Linked DNA regions of Mus musculus: all the other regions are linked to region 1. The links are chromatin contacts, called in public HiChIP or PLAC-seq and promoter capture Hi-C maps. All regions are on one chromosome and are shown on one strand. Each heading gives the region's core, a stretch centred on a gene start, on an enhancer-like site or on the middle of the called end of the contact. The rest is flanking DNA. Distances are from core to core; before and after follow the strand shown. Region 1 holds the start of Nip7 (NIP7, nucleolar pre-rRNA processing protein). Region 2 overlaps Nqo1 (NAD(P)H dehydrogenase, quinone 1). Region 3 overlaps Wwp2 (WW domain containing E3 ubiquitin protein ligase 2). Region 4 holds the start of Cdh1 (cadherin 1). Region 5 overlaps Tango6 (transport and golgi organization 6).

The links. Promoter capture Hi-C pulls out the DNA fragments that hold promoters and counts their contacts. HiChIP or PLAC-seq counts read pairs in DNA pulled down with a chosen protein or histone mark.
Region 2: a FOXA1 HiChIP or PLAC-seq map of pancreatic cancer cells shows a contact between it and region 1. The contact joins the enhancer-like site here to the promoter of Nip7 in region 1. A contact is called at or near these places in 12 of 39 promoter capture datasets (3T3-L1-derived adipocytes, the C10 cell line, the HPC-7 cell line and 7 more), 9 of 115 datasets of contacts at active chromatin or transcription factors (astrocytes, embryonic limb bud, embryonic stem cells and 3 more) and 3 of 9 other capture datasets (adipose tissue, liver and pancreatic islet).
Region 3: an HNF4G HiChIP or PLAC-seq map of pancreatic cancer cells shows a contact between it and region 1. The contact joins the enhancer-like site here to the promoter of Nip7 in region 1. A contact is called at or near these places in 2 of 115 datasets of contacts at active chromatin or transcription factors (neural tube and pancreatic cancer cells) and 2 of 9 other capture datasets (adipose tissue and liver).
Region 4: a promoter capture Hi-C map of embryonic stem cells shows a contact between it and region 1. The contact joins the promoter of Cdh1 here to the promoter of Nip7 in region 1. A contact is called at or near these places in 2 of 39 promoter capture datasets (the SN4741 cell line and embryonic stem cells), 1 of 484 Hi-C or Micro-C datasets (embryonic stem cells) and 4 of 115 datasets of contacts at active chromatin or transcription factors (embryonic stem cells, memory CD8 T cells and pancreatic cancer cells).
Region 5: a contact with region 1 is called in an HNF4G HiChIP or PLAC-seq map of pancreatic cancer cells. The contact joins the enhancer-like site here to the promoter of Nip7 in region 1. A contact is called at or near these places in 5 of 39 promoter capture datasets (the 3T3-L1 cell line, cranial neural crest, liver and 1 more), 8 of 115 datasets of contacts at active chromatin or transcription factors (the 230-238 cell line, embryonic basal ganglia, embryonic forebrain and 4 more) and 2 of 9 other capture datasets (adipose tissue and liver).

The regions. Positions count from the first base shown.
Region 1 is chr8:107,055,494-107,058,274 of GRCm38.p6, reverse strand. It overlaps Nip7 (NIP7, nucleolar pre-rRNA processing protein), which reads right to left and starts at 1,398. Exons shown (of 5, transcript NM_025391.2): 1 at 1,285-1,398; 2 at 1,096-1,182; 3 at 864-1,002; 4 at 88-228. The coding sequence starts at 1,340. It overlaps Cog8 (component of oligomeric golgi complex 8), which reads left to right and starts at 1,538. Exons shown (of 5, transcript NM_139229.4): 1 at 1,538-2,014. The coding sequence starts at 1,620.
Region 2 is chr8:107,388,320-107,391,019 of GRCm38.p6, reverse strand. It overlaps Nqo1 (NAD(P)H dehydrogenase, quinone 1), which reads left to right. Exons shown (of 6, transcript NM_008706.5): 6 at 1,896-2,700. The coding sequence ends at 2,201. Among named protein-coding and RNA genes, the nearest start is that of Nqo1, 14 kb to the left of the region's middle. Within about 2 kb of position 1,254, at least 45 of the 459 cell types and tissues checked have an H3K27ac peak or open chromatin away from gene starts, as enhancers often do. A contact at or near this core is called in pancreatic cancer cells, where this site is marked.
Region 3 is chr8:107,488,736-107,491,435 of GRCm38.p6, reverse strand. All of the region lies in intron 6 of Wwp2 (WW domain containing E3 ubiquitin protein ligase 2), which reads right to left. Among named protein-coding and RNA genes, the nearest start is that of Gm51547, 16 kb to the left of the region's middle. Within about 2 kb of position 1,360, at least 97 of the 459 cell types and tissues checked have an H3K27ac peak or open chromatin away from gene starts, as enhancers often do. A contact at or near this core is called in adipose tissue and pancreatic cancer cells, where this site is marked.
Region 4 is chr8:106,601,875-106,604,685 of GRCm38.p6, reverse strand. Cdh1 (cadherin 1) reads right to left here and starts at 1,336. Exons shown (of 16, transcript NM_009864.3): 1 at 1,144-1,336; 2 at 279-399. The coding sequence starts at 1,191.
Region 5 is chr8:106,736,007-106,738,745 of GRCm38.p6, reverse strand. All of the region lies in intron 12 of Tango6 (transport and golgi organization 6), which reads right to left. Among named protein-coding and RNA genes, the nearest start is that of Tango6, 54 kb to the right of the region's middle. Within about 2 kb of position 1,280, at least 60 of the 459 cell types and tissues checked have an H3K27ac peak or open chromatin away from gene starts, as enhancers often do. A contact at or near this core is called in pancreatic cancer cells, where this site is marked.

The DNA.
Region 1 (2,781 bases), core at 149-2,648:
TCAGTCTCCGAGCTGCTGACTGAAACTTCATCCTTTCCAGTGGGTACCTGGCATTTGCCGTGATGGATGGCTACCGTGGCTACTCACCAGAGGAATGTCCGCCATGGAATAGACAACCACTCCCTGGTACTGAGATGTGTTCTCAGTAATTCGACCCAGACCGGATTTCAACACATGGTTTCCATACAAGAAGGACTGCTCTGCTCCCGGCTTTACCCACACTTTATACTGAAAGAGAGTTAAAAGCCAAGACACAAGGATGTTGGGCTATATCCCTAAATGCGGATTAGCAGCTGCTTCCGAGTTTAAGGAGAGGTGGGGAACCTTTAAGTTGTTTGGACCCCCCCCCCACTTTTTTGTTTTTGTTTGTTTGTGGGTTTTTTGTTTTTTTTTGAGACAGTGTTTCTCTGTGTAGCCCTGGCTGTCCTCGAACTCAGAAGTCCGCCTGTCTCTGCCTCCCAAGTGCTGGGATACCCCAATTTTTGATCTTTCACCATGGAGTTCCTTCCTCAACCTAACATCGAAATTCAACCTTACATCGAAATGCTCACATAATCAGCAATTTCCTTTTTTTTTCCCCTTGGACCCTAGGATCACCCTCACCACTGGCACTTGTGTCTTCGTCTCTGCTTTCTGAGATCCAGCTGACACGGTGGAGGCCTGTTTTCCTGTAGACAACTAGGCTATGCAGCTCCATGGCCATAACCCTTCCTAAACGTGTCCAAGCAGCAATATCGACAAACAACTTCTTAGGCTGACGCTGTCCAGAAACTCGTTGGAAAGAATCTGTGCTCTGACCTGGCCGCCGTCACCCGGGACTTCATCCCGGATGGCAACCTGGAGACCAGGCCCCCACAACGTACCTTGGCATAGGGGGCCAGGTAATCCAGAGCTGTCACGTGCAAGCGGAACTTGTGGGTCTTGGTAAACTTCCCAAAACACGTCCCCAGCGACACGAGCTTGTCTCCGGAGATGTTGGCGGCCAGCTTCAGCATCATCTCACTACAGGGGCGCGGGAGGAAGGTACCCGGTGACGACCAGGGATGGATGCACGCCTCCAGCCCGCCACGCAGTGGGCAGCACGCCCCACCTCACCTCACATAGTACACTCGGTCGTTGTGCAGCCGGAAACAGTACGTGCCGTCGGGTCTGTCCACTAGGAGTTGAAGGTTCTCTCCGATGCTGAGGGCAACAAGACCAGCGTCTGAGCCGGGACCGTCCCGCCCCGGAGCCGCATCCCCACTCCCCGCACGCCCGTCCCTCATCCGCCTCTCCAGTTCTTACTACTTCGCGATCTTCTCAAACATGACCCGGGTCTCTTCTTCAGTCAAGGGCCTCATCTTGCCGCTTGCTTGGCTCCCGGGAATCCTCGTGCCTGGAGAGCCGGAAGCGGAAGTCACTTTCCCACCCGCCCACTTCCTGGGGTCCACGAACGCGTGTCTCTCTAGCCTAATTCTCCGTGATCTTTGCGCAGCCGCCGCCTACCGTGGCGGACTTCCGGGGACCGAAAGCCGGCTAGATGAGAAACCATAGAGACGGGAAATGTTTCCCCCAATCGTTTCCGTTTCCCAGGAGCGAAACCGGCTCTGAAGAGGAAGTGACGGTACCGTGCTTGAGAGATGGCGGCCGCTCTCCCTCTCCAGCCCTCCACGACCGCTTCGGCCACGACGACAGCCACGGCCGTCGCGCTGGGGGAGGTGGAAGATGAGGGCCTCCTGGCGTCGCTATTCCGGGACCGCTTCCCCGAAGCTCAGTGGCGTGAGAAGCCCGACGTGGGCCGCTACCTCCGGGAGCTGAGCGGCTCCGGGCTGGACCGGCTGCGGCGCGAACCCGAGCGCTTGGCGGAAGAGCGGGCCCAGCGGCTGCAGCAGACGCGCGACCTGGCTTTCGCCAACTACAAGACGTTCATTCGCGGGGCCGAGTGCACCGAGCGCATCCACCGGCTCTTCGGCGACGTGGAGGCGTCCCTCGGGCGCCTGCTCGACCGTCTGCCCCGCTTCCAGCAGAGCTGCAGGTGCGGCTGGCCTGATGGGGACGGGCGCGTCATTGTATCTGCCAGGACGCTATCGTCATGACCCAAGCGTAGTGTACAGGGCTCTCTCCTGATTGCCTTGTTAATCCACTTAAACTTCACAGCAGCCATCTAGGTAGGTAGCGTCATTATTTTACAGACGAGGAAGTCGAAGTGAAGTGACTTGTCCAAGAACACAGCTAGTAAGTTTCCAAGAATTGGAAGCTAGGAGTCCACTACTCCCTCATAGGCTGTTGTTTAAATAATAAACATTCAGCCAGTCTTATTGACACTTGTGATCCCAGTATTCGAGTCACAGAGTCATCATCCTAGTCTGAGTATTGAATTCATGGACAGCCTGAGCTACATGAGACATTCAAACAAACTAAAAAATGTATGCATCCGGGCGGTGGTGGCGCACGCCTTTAATCCCAGCACTTGGGAGGCAGAGGCAGGCGGGTTTCTGAGTTCAAGGCCAGCCTGGTCTACAGAGTGAGTTCCAGGACAGCCAGAGCTATGCAGAGAAACCTTGTCTCGAAAAACCAAAAATAAATAAATAAATAAAATTATGCAAGGCAGTTCATTGAGCCTGACATAGTTAACCCTATATAAATGTGGGCTGGAGGTGCTCAGCTTCAAAATGTCCATCGATAGGAAGCTGACAGATCCTATTTGTCATTGTAGGTTGTCAAAAAGCATTTCCTTTTTAAGCTATGTTACATTTCTAGGCCCTCGATCTAATACACTTAGTTCTGCTATCCAGCAGGTCA
Region 2 (2,700 bases), core at 5-2,504, 330 kb before region 1:
AGCCGAGCGTTCCTCAGAGTCCAAACCTCCAGACAGTAACTCAGAACTGACCCGAGGGGGGAGGAGAGCAGCCAGGGAACAGGGCAGCCACTCCTAAGTTTCCTTCAGGAGCTTGTGAGATGACCCTGGGCACATGGTCAAAGTCTCTTCTATGTGCACCAGGGCCTCAGCGTGTGCAGCCACAGCCTTGGCTCTTTCCAGTCTTCCTGGAATTGTATCTGTAACCCCAGAATATTTTAATAATTAAAAAAAATGTATGTGTGGGCATGCATGTGTGTGCTTGTATGTATGCGTGCGTTTGCACATGCATGTGTGTGCCTGTGCGATTGTGTGTGCGCGCGTGTGTATCAGAGGTCAACTTTTGGGAGCCGGCTCTCCCTTTATATCTTGTTGGTACCAGGATTTCCTTGGCTTTTGTAGTACTGTGTGGTCAAGGCTCACTGGCCTTCAACTTCTGTCTCTGCCTCCCATCTTGCCTCTTGGCATGCTGGGATTGCAGAGTCATGCTGCCGCATATATTGGATTTTCTGAGACAGGGTTTCCCTGTATATCTGTCCTGTAACTCACTCTGTAGACCAGGCTGGCTTCAAACTCAGAGATCCATCTGCCTCTGACTCGAGTGCTGGGATTAAAGGCATGCGCCACCACACCCAACTGCATTCACCTTTTTACATAGGTTCTGGGCTCTCTCTCCATCAGACTTATAAGGCTGGTATCTTGACTCTACTCGCTGAGCCATCTCTCCTGCTCTTTTATTGTTTGTTTGTTTGTTTGTTTGTTTGTTTGTGTTTTGGGTTTTCCAAGACAGGGTTTCTCTGTGTAGCCCTGGAACTCACACTGAAGACTAGGCTGGTGACGAACTCAGTGCGCCACCACTGCCCAGCAAGACCTTTTATTGTTTTAAGGTGGGAGGAGGTTCATATACAATCCCAAGGTAGACTTGAACTTGTGGCAGTTCTTTTGCCTCAACCTGTTGGGTGCTGGGTTTAAGGCGTGGACTGCCATATCTGGCTCCCCAGGACAAGAATCAGGTTCACCGAGCTTGTCTCTGAGGTGGGTTGGACGCTGAGGAGTATGTCCACTCAGGACCGGGGGTGCAGAGGAGAGCGAGCAAGATGGGTGCTGAAAAGACCATTTGTGCAAACTGAGTTCATCATGTGGAGAGGCAGACAAATGCGCATCCACATGCCCTCGCATGAGCCAGAGCCAAGGAGCAAACGCTCTCCCTAATGTAATACAATTTCCGGCTCTTTTTGGCAGAGGATCCAGGTTGGCACAGTTTCAAGGTTTTTACTCATTCAAGCTCTGCCAAGGAGTCTAGGGAGGGAGGGCAGAAGGTAAGAGAAAGACCCGTGTCAATTCCCAGGGGCACCTCAGATTGTACATTCTCCCATTGGCAAGCCCAACTCACCCTCTTAAAAGTTTTTTTTTTTTTAATTTAAGTTTTATTTTTTATGAGTTTTGCCTGCTGTTTGTCTGTGTACCGTGTGTATGCAATGTTCATGAAGGCCAGAAGAGTACATTGGATTCCCTGGAACAGCAGTTACAGATGGTTGTGAGCCACCACGTGGGTCCTCTTAGTCACCAATGCATCTCTCAAGCTGCAAGTTTTTTGTTTTGTTTTTGTTTTTAAGATTTCTATTTATTCATTTTATTGTTCTGGGTATGTATGCTACGTTTATGTGGGTGCCACAGAGGTCAGAAAAGATCATCCAATCCCTTAGAACTGGAGTGACAGGTGAGTCCCTCCATCTGGATGTTGGGAACCAAGCGGGGTACTCTGAAAGAGCAGAAAATCTCGAGCCAGCTCTCCACCCCGCAGATCAACTTCTGATGCCCGTTTACAGTACGGACTTAACTCCTGTGACTTACCGCTGTGTTCTGTTTCTCCTCAGAGTGGCATCCTGCGTTTCTGTGGCTTCCAGGTCTTAGAACCTCAACTGGTTTACAGCATTGGCCACACTCCACCAGATGCCCGCATGCAGATCCTGGAAGGATGGAAGAAACGTCTGGAAACCGTCTGGGAGGAGACCCCACTCTATTTTGCTCCAAGCAGCCTGTTTGACCTAAACTTTCAGGCAGGATTCTTAATGAAAAAGGAAGTTCAAGAGGAGCAGAAGAAGAACAAGTTTGGCCTCTCTGTGGGCCATCACCTGGGCAAGTCCATTCCAGCTGACAACCAGATCAAAGCTAGAAAATAAGGATTTTTTTCCTAACATATAGTTAGACGCAGCTTTCTTTTTCCCCAGCTTGTCTGACTTGCTTTCATTTTTTTCCTTTGCTCCACGAGGATGGGAAAAGGAGTAAGTTTGCTTCATGCTTTTTTTTTTTTTTTGATAGTTCTGCCATAACAACAAAATGAATGAAGTCAGATTAGGAGCCTCAGGGCAAGGTGCAGAAGCGAGCTGGAAATACTCTTCTAGGTCATTTATGCAATATTCGCCATTTTCTTCGGGCTAGTCCCAGTTAGATGGCATCCAGTCCTCCATCAAGATTCGTTGTCTATAATTACCTCTCTGTGGTTTAGGGCAGAAGGGAATTGCTCAAAGTAAACAATGGCCGAGGGACTAACTTGTTTAGCAGTTAGCAGTTAGCTAAAGCCTGTTTATGATACATCCTGGTTTCAATTACTGTGCAGTGACTGACATGGCGCCCAGGGGGTTGGCTCTCCAGCTCTTTTCTGTCTTGTACACAGCACAC
Region 3 (2,700 bases), core at 111-2,610, 430 kb before region 1:
AGTGCACAGAATTCCAGGAAAGGAAAACTATAAAGAAGTGAAAGGACCAGTGCCAGAGCCAGGGAGAGCAAGGAGGGCTGACTAAATGAAACACATGAGGCTGTAACGGTGGACACACACCATGAATTCGTCAAAACCCTCAGAATGGACATCACCAAGCCAGAGCCCTAGCATAAACAATTGCCTCTGAGTGAGAACAGTGTGTCACCAGCCTCCCTCAAACATAGGCTGATCAAGGGCTGCAAAGGTGAATAAGGACTTCTGTGCTCCTGCCAATTCTGCTGGGAACGTAAAATGGCTCTTATAAAAACAAACCAGATGACAGCAGGGGCTTTTGGGTTCAGGCTTTTGGGTTAGGGCTGCTACAGCAATCACCCCCATGGAGTATGACCAAAGGACTCCTGTCCCTGAGTAAGCCAAGCTCTCTTATTTTCTCTATCTTTGTCCATGCAGAGCACTCTGCATAGAGGGACATCCCTGTTCCCCACTTCACTAGATCAGCAAACTCTTTCAAAGTATCTTTGAATGTTCCACTCTTGGCTGTGTACACACTGGCACATCAATAGTCCTGGCACTTGGGTTTGTTCACACTATGGGTATGCTGATGTATAAACACTTGGTGTGTACACACTAGCACTTGTGGTTGTTGCCCAGTGTCTTGTTACAACATCCTCGGTATCAGGTTCTGTGCCTTTCTATATTTTTGTCGCCATGACTTCTGTGAGTCTGGCTTTCCTTACCCTCAGTCCTACTCAGCTTTTTGGGCCACACTACCTCTCCCTTGGCTCCTTTCCTACAGAGGAAATGTCAAATAGCTAGTTCTAAAATAAACAGATATAAATAAGTAAATGTACAGTGTCACTTTTACTAAGAGATAACTGGTGCATCAACGTGCATATTTAGATGGTACCAATCTTCATAATTACTTTTGAAAATGCCCCAAATGCTTGTCCATGATCTCAACAGCTCAGAAGACAGCCTGAAGACTCCCTGGGAGCAGGGACTGCGTCTGTCACTGCTGAATGATGAATCTGCATGTACACAGATTCCTTTCTTCTTTCCAGCGTCACTAATGAGAATGAGACCATAGCCAGCTTTTAAGGGGAAGCATAAAGGTGCTAAACTCTATTTCATTTCAGGCTGACAAGGGAACATCTCCAGGTCAGCTTTGGTCAGCTCCATGGAAGAAGGAGTGGCAGTAGCCAGCAGAGACTGGAGAATGGCTCAGGTCCCAAAGCGCCTCTCTCCCTGTCAGCTTTGCTTCCCCATTCTCCCTTAGGCCACCCCCCCACCCCCCGGGCTTCCCAGCAGACTCACACCCGTCTGAGTTTATTTGTCTTTCCTTTCTGGGATCCGCTGTCTGCAGACACAGCCCATGAGCTATTCAGAGCTCACCAGAGGCTCTGGGCTGTACAGGCTTCCCAGAATACAGCTCTTTCCAGTCTTGGGGGAGGGGGGTTACTAATGCCAAGTCAAGGGAGCTAATAAATCTAAGAGGTTTTCGTCATAGCAAGACAAAAAAGAAGGGTCACAGAGGGAGACAGAAAACCACTACCAGGATGTCCTAAAACGGCCATAGTTAGAATGTCACTGTGAAGAACATGTTCAAATGCTATCTGGAGGGCCCTGAGGAAATCCAAGGCCTTAGGACCTTTATCTCTCACGCATGCACAACACATATGAAGTGCTGAGAGTATAGCTTATAGCTAGAGTGCCCGCCTGACATGGTCAAGGCTCTAGGTTCAGCTCCCAGCATCAGAAAGCATTCACATCCACTATATTCAAAATAAACTGATACAGACATGACAAAGGAAAATACGCTGAGCCCCACACCCAGCTTCCTAACCACGATCCCTTGCAGAGACCTTCTAATGAAAAGCTCCACCAGGCCTGGTGACACAGGCCTGTAAATCCAACTATTCGGGAGGCTGAGGCAGGAGATCACAAGTTCAAGGCCACCCCCGTAGAAGAGTGAATTGAAGGCCAACCTAGACAACTCAGGTGACTGGGGTACATACAGATCAAGAGCACAGCACCTGCCTACAGTATGTCAAACATTTAATTCCATCCCTAACACTATGGGGGAAACTAACAATTTCATGAAACTAAAAGGAAATAAAGACTCGATTCTTTTATGCTGACTCATTTCCTTATCTAGGAACCTTCCCAGAGGTTCACATCCAAGGCCCCACAAGGTTGGGCTGAGAAGGAAAAGGGCCCACACGGACAGTACACCGACTGGGTTCCCTCCCACCACTCACCTCACACAACACAGAAGAAGAAAGAAGAGAGAGGATCACAGGTGATCCAGAAACAGCACACCACAAAGGAAGCCAGACTTTCTTGGCTTTCCTATTCCAGCCTGGAGTTTCGAGACCATTTCTAACCTCTAGGAGACCCTAAGGAAGGCTGCAGCACTGGGGGTCACCCTTTCTACTCAGTCCCTCTTCCCTCTGCGCACATTCCACTGGGTCTCCTTAGCGCCTAGGATCAGTGGCACTGTCCTGAACATGTGGACAAAGGAAACCCTCCTAGTCCACTCTGCTCACTGCCCTGCCACGCTGGCTTCCTCTCCTGCATGTGTCTGCCGGCTCCATGAGCTCCCTCACATCACTAAGACTGAACTCACTATAGAGAGAGGGGACCCTGCATGATGGTGCACAGTACCAAGGACATGGGAGTCCTTCCCAACCTAGCTGG
Region 4 (2,811 bases), core at 87-2,586, 450 kb after region 1:
CAGGTTTGGCGGTCTGAAATGATAGACCGGCTCCAGTAATCAGTTGGAGGAATACCGATGACCTCTAAATACCCTTGGCCCATTTCTGCCCCGTATAAATAGCAGAGCCAGACATATCTACCTTGATCAACCACAATCGATAAATAAGACTCCCAAATCTGCCGTAAATTCCAAGGAAGAGTTTTGTCCATTCCACCCTACCAGCATGGTAGCACGATTTCTTGGCGCCTTCACTACCCGACCCCACTCGGCCGAGTAACACCATCAGTTTCCCTTACCTCTGCCCAGGACATGGCCTCTCTCCAGGTGCCTCTCCGGCACCGGGAAGGTGTAGACCTCGGAACTGAAGCCGGGACTGCAGGACTCAGGCTCCAGCTCCTGGCAAAGCCATGAGGAGACCTGGGATGGAGGTAAAGTAAGCAAACTGGTGACTTGAGGGGGTTCCCAGCAGCCCACACCGAAACCAAGGGTAACCCTTCCCTCGCCTCGGGCGCCGGGATTAGTGGGGAGGACCCCCCTCAGGGCACACAGGGACGCTATCCGCTCATCCCGAAACCAGCCGCCAAGCTCCAAAAGCCTTTGGGGGAGGGGACATCTGGGGCCACCACCTGGCAACCTAGTCCACCTTCCTCTCCTAGCTCCATTTGCATCTCACTGGAGACGCCTTGACTCTTCCGGACACCACTTTCCTTCGACCGCGAACGGTCTCAACGCACACCCGCAGACTCCTCTCGGGTACCCCAATCTACGGTCCCTCCCTAACAGGACAGGTGCTTTTATAATACTAAAATCCCTTCCCTTATCTCGGATCGTCCGCGCTACTTCAGCACCCCACCTTCTACAGGCAGGCCCCCATCCTGCTCCACGCCTCCTCTGTCTCAAACAGGGACCCTGCTCAACCCGGGGACCCGGGAGCCGGCAGCGTGGCGCGCCCCCACCTGGGAACCTGCGCCAGAGGCGACCACTCCGCGCCCGCCTGGACCTCCCTCCCACTCCACCGCACTCAGCCCCGCACCGCGCAGCGCCCAGGGCGATCTGGCCCTCCGGATCCCAACTTTCTTGGAAGAAGGGAAGCGGGACCACAGCCGGCAGAAAAACACAGCGAAGCGGATCATGGGGCACGAGTCAGGACCCTCCACATACCTGCAGCAGGAGCAGGAGCGCGGAAAAGCTGCGGCACCGGGCTCCCATGGCGGACCCGGCAGACGCCGAGCAAACACTGAGCTCGGGTGCGGTCGGGCAGGGCCGGGTTAGGCCGGGCAGGAGTCTAGCAGAAGTTCTTGGGAACTCAGTAGTGCGCCGCGGCTCCCACACCAGTGAGCAGCGCAGAGGCTGCGGCCGCCAGGTGAGCCCGCAGGCACCGCCCCCGGCGCCGCTGATTGGCTGGGGACGCACCTGCAGGTGGCAGCCAAGGAACTGCAGGGCCCTCAACTTCCTCCACCCCTGTCTGTAGTTGGTGGCATGGGGCCGGCCTTAGAAGACTTCCCAGCTTCCTATTCCACGGTCGTTCGAATCCTAGCCTAGCTGTGCTCTGACCCACGGAGACATGGAGTTACAAAGGACTTTATTCATCATCTAGGTTTCCGTTTTGTTTCTTATGTTTTTATTTTCTTTGGTTGGATGAGTTTGTTTGCTTAGGGATTTTAAATGACATTTTAACATGGGGGGAGGGGTGCGTGCGCGGGCGAGAGCGCGATCCTGTGCTCGCAAACGCACGTGCCACAGACCGATTGTGGAGATAAGACGACAGCCTTCAAGAGTCAATTCTCTTCTTCCACCAAGAGGGTCTTGGGATTGCATTGCCGCCATTGGCCTTTACTGACTGAGCTATTTCTCCGACGGTTTTATTTTGTTTGGTAGCTTTTTTGTTTGTTTGTTTTCCAACTCAGGTGGGCCTGGAATTGTCTTAGTCTTAGCCATCCTCCTGTTTCAGTCTCCCGAATGCTGGGATTGCACAAGTGGGGTACCAGACCAGGCTAATCTAATTTTCTAACACCTGACCGGCTCCCTTTTGAGACATAGCCTTGCTATGTAGCCCAGCATGGCTTTAAACTCATCATTGTTCAAACTCAGCCTTCTCACTTCTGGGATGGAGCTACAGGTACCCACTACCTTACTGCCCGGCTAAAATCTGTTCTCTTAACTTCAGTTCTCAGGACTAGGTAACCCAGACTGGCTTTGACCTTGGGACCCCCAAGTAGCAGCATCCTATGCATCCCACATCCATCAGGTTTTTTGTTTTGTTTTGTTTTGTTGTTGTTGCTTTTTATTTTAAATCTTTTACTTACATTGTTCTCCCTCCGTGTATGTCTATGTGAGGGTATCAGATCTCCTGGAACTGGAATTACAGACAGCTGTAACTACCATGTGGTTGCTGGGATTTGAACCTGGGTCCTTTGGAAGCAGCCAGTGCTCTCAACCACTGAGCCATCTCTCCAGCCCTCCTCATCAGTTGTTCTGTTGGGTTTTATTTTTTAATAATTTATTTTGTTTATGTGTATTGGTGTGAGGATGTCAGGTCCCTTGGAACTAGAATTACAGCCAGTTGTGAAATGCCATGGGGGTGCTGGGATTTGAACCCGGTCCTTTCGAAAGGCAGTCAATGCTCTCAACCGCTGAGCCATCTCTCCAGCCCTCTCCCATCTGAGCTGGAAGAGATGTTACTCAAATCTGTTATTTACCTACAACTTGATATCGTGTAGCAAGTCAACGTGTTAAAGGAGGAAAGTCCAGAACTCAAGCTCTCCTGTTCCAGAGATTGAGACGTTTAATACCATAGTCATGGCATAGCCACCTGCACCTGAGAATTCT
Region 5 (2,739 bases), core at 31-2,530, 320 kb after region 1:
GAAAGGCCCGATGCTGTTAGATTCTGTTTCATTGGCCAAAACAATGACTCCTAACAGGGAAAATGTTGTAGGCTCTAAAGAGTGACTGTAGTCAACCATGATTTTCAAATGTGACCTTATTGTGAATACAAGACAAAACCCAGCATTACTAAGAAGCCTTACGGGGCTGGAGAGATAGATGGCGCAGCTGTTAAAAGCACTGGGTACTCTTCCAGAGAACCTGCATTCAAATCCTAGCATCCAACATAGTGGCTCAGAACCATCCAAATTCCAGATCCAGGAGATCCTACGACCCTCTTCTGACCTCCTGCGGCCCCAGGCACACAGGTGGCATACATACATACATACATGGAGGTAAAACATTCATACACACAAATAAACTAAATCTAAAATTTTAAAAAAAGGGCACCTTTGCCAGGCAGTGGTGGCACATGCCATCCTAGCACTTGGGAGGCAGAGGCAGATGGGTCTATGAGTTCTAGGCCAGCCTGGTATACAGTGCAAGTTCTAGGACAGCCAGGACTACACAGAGAACAGAGAAAACCAGAAAGAAAAAAAAAAAGTAGAGGAGGAGGAGGAAGAGGAAACTCTTATAAATGAATGAATCAAGCAGGAAACAATAAATTAGCAAATCTAGGGCAAAAGTAAACAAGGTGATGTGTGTTCACTTAAACTGCAAAATCAGGGGAGCCCAGGAAGTGGCAATGAGTCAGGATGGCTCATAGGAGGGCAAGGATGGGCCAGGGCTGTGCAGAGATAGCAAGTGAGGCACGGCCTCCAACAATGGGCTCTAAAAATGCAGTAATAGATTTTAGCGATTTCTTTCCCATTTGTTCTATTGTCTAAAATAAGTACTAAATAAGAAGATTAAACACAATCTATGCTTTCAACCTATAAAGACTATCCAAATTAATATTCAATCAGAAAACAAAATTCAACTAAGCTAATTAAATCCAGTAACAATCCAACTTAAGCTATTCCATCTGTGAACTCTTCCTTGTTACATTTCATATGACTCCGGAACCTTAGCCAAAAGCTTATTTTTTTCAGATGACATACAAAATATAAAATTAGGAATGTAAATCCAGTGAGAAATGGGATTCATATTGACAACTAGCCCAGATAAAAATCCTTTTTCTCCTTTTTTTCTCCAGGTAGGAGTATCCCACCTTTTGACACTAAAATATAATGTTGTAGTCTGGGACCCAGGCTGTCAGCTGTGGGCTGCTGGCTGGACACGCTTGTTAAGAGTGCTGGAGATGTAACACATGGGGAAGTGAAAGGCTCTGGGTTTGATCTGAGAGAGAGAGAGAGAGAGAGAGAGAGAGAGAGAGAGAGAGAGAGAGAGAGAGAGAGAGAGAGAGAGAGACCACAAAAAAAAAAAAAACACAGAGCCAAAAAAAATAAGTCAAGAGAAAGGCAAAATCTAGAATGTCAGGAATCACCCAGATGTGAATGCTCAAACTCAGAATGAACCTGCGGGCTCCCTTCTCACGGGATGAGCTTGAGTCTGTGATACCTGCTCTGACGCTGGCCTACTTTCTTGCAGTCTCCTTGCTTAATGTGTCACCCAATTAGCCAGTCACCCTCACGAGCATGGTCTGTACCTGCCTCTCCTTAACCAGTCACCCTCACACGCAGGTCTCACAAGCACGGTCTGGCCCTGCCTCTCCCTTTCCCTTTGGCAGTGCCTCGCCGGGGCTTTACAACTTCCTCTTATCAGTGCCTCAAGAAAACCAACGGGGCTTTTCTCTGGTTCTGAGACCTTGCACGAGCTTCTCTAATGAAAGGCTTCCTTCCGCGAGTTCTACCCACTCACACACATACTCCTCTTCAGGTCTAGTTAAATCCCATCTGCTCACTGAAGACCTCTTGGCCTAGCTTAGATGTTATGTCCCCTCCGTTCCCGTCCCTCTTCTTTGGAGGGATTTGACTCAATTCTATCATATTTTTAAATGGTCATTCTGTGTGTGCCTCCCTCCCTGGGCTGCAGTATGAGATATAAGCCATGTCCGTCTTGCCCACTGCTATATTCCCAGATCTTTTAGCTCAATATCTGGCATGTGGCAAATAATAACCAATAATGTTTGAATAAATTTTTAAAACTATAAATTAGAGCTGAAGAGATGGCTCAGTGGGTGGCAAAGGACCTGTGTGTGGTCCCCAGTGCCCATGTAAGGAGGCTCACAGTCGTTTGTAAATCTGGCTTCAGGGGATCTGACACCCTCTTTTAGTCTCAGCAGGCACCTACACGCATGTACACACAGACACACGCACACACATAATTTAAAAATAGAAATAGATCTTAAAACCTAGAAATTAATTATGTAAAAAGCACATAAGCTAAGCTGGCCATGGTGGTGTACACCTGTAATCCTAGCTCTCTCTCGGGAGGTGGAAAGGAAAATCAATCAACAACGTCAGACTGAATCCGAGGCCAGCCTGGGCTACATGCGATTCTGTCTCAAAACAAAACAAAACTCTTAAAAGTGACTGGCAAGGGGCTCAAGCACACTGCACGGCATGTGCTCAACAACAGATCCTGAGCTAACGTGAAACTGTGTAACCAATGCCATCTGAGCCGCCAGGAGGTTGCTAGGGATTTCCCACCAACCCTTTGAAGAATGGGAGCCAGAGAACGGAGTGTCTGCCTCAGGCGCAAACCACTTTGCTCACTGTTTCCAAAACAAGCTCCTTCTGCGAGGGAAAGAGCCCTGCCCTTTTGATGATGACATCTGC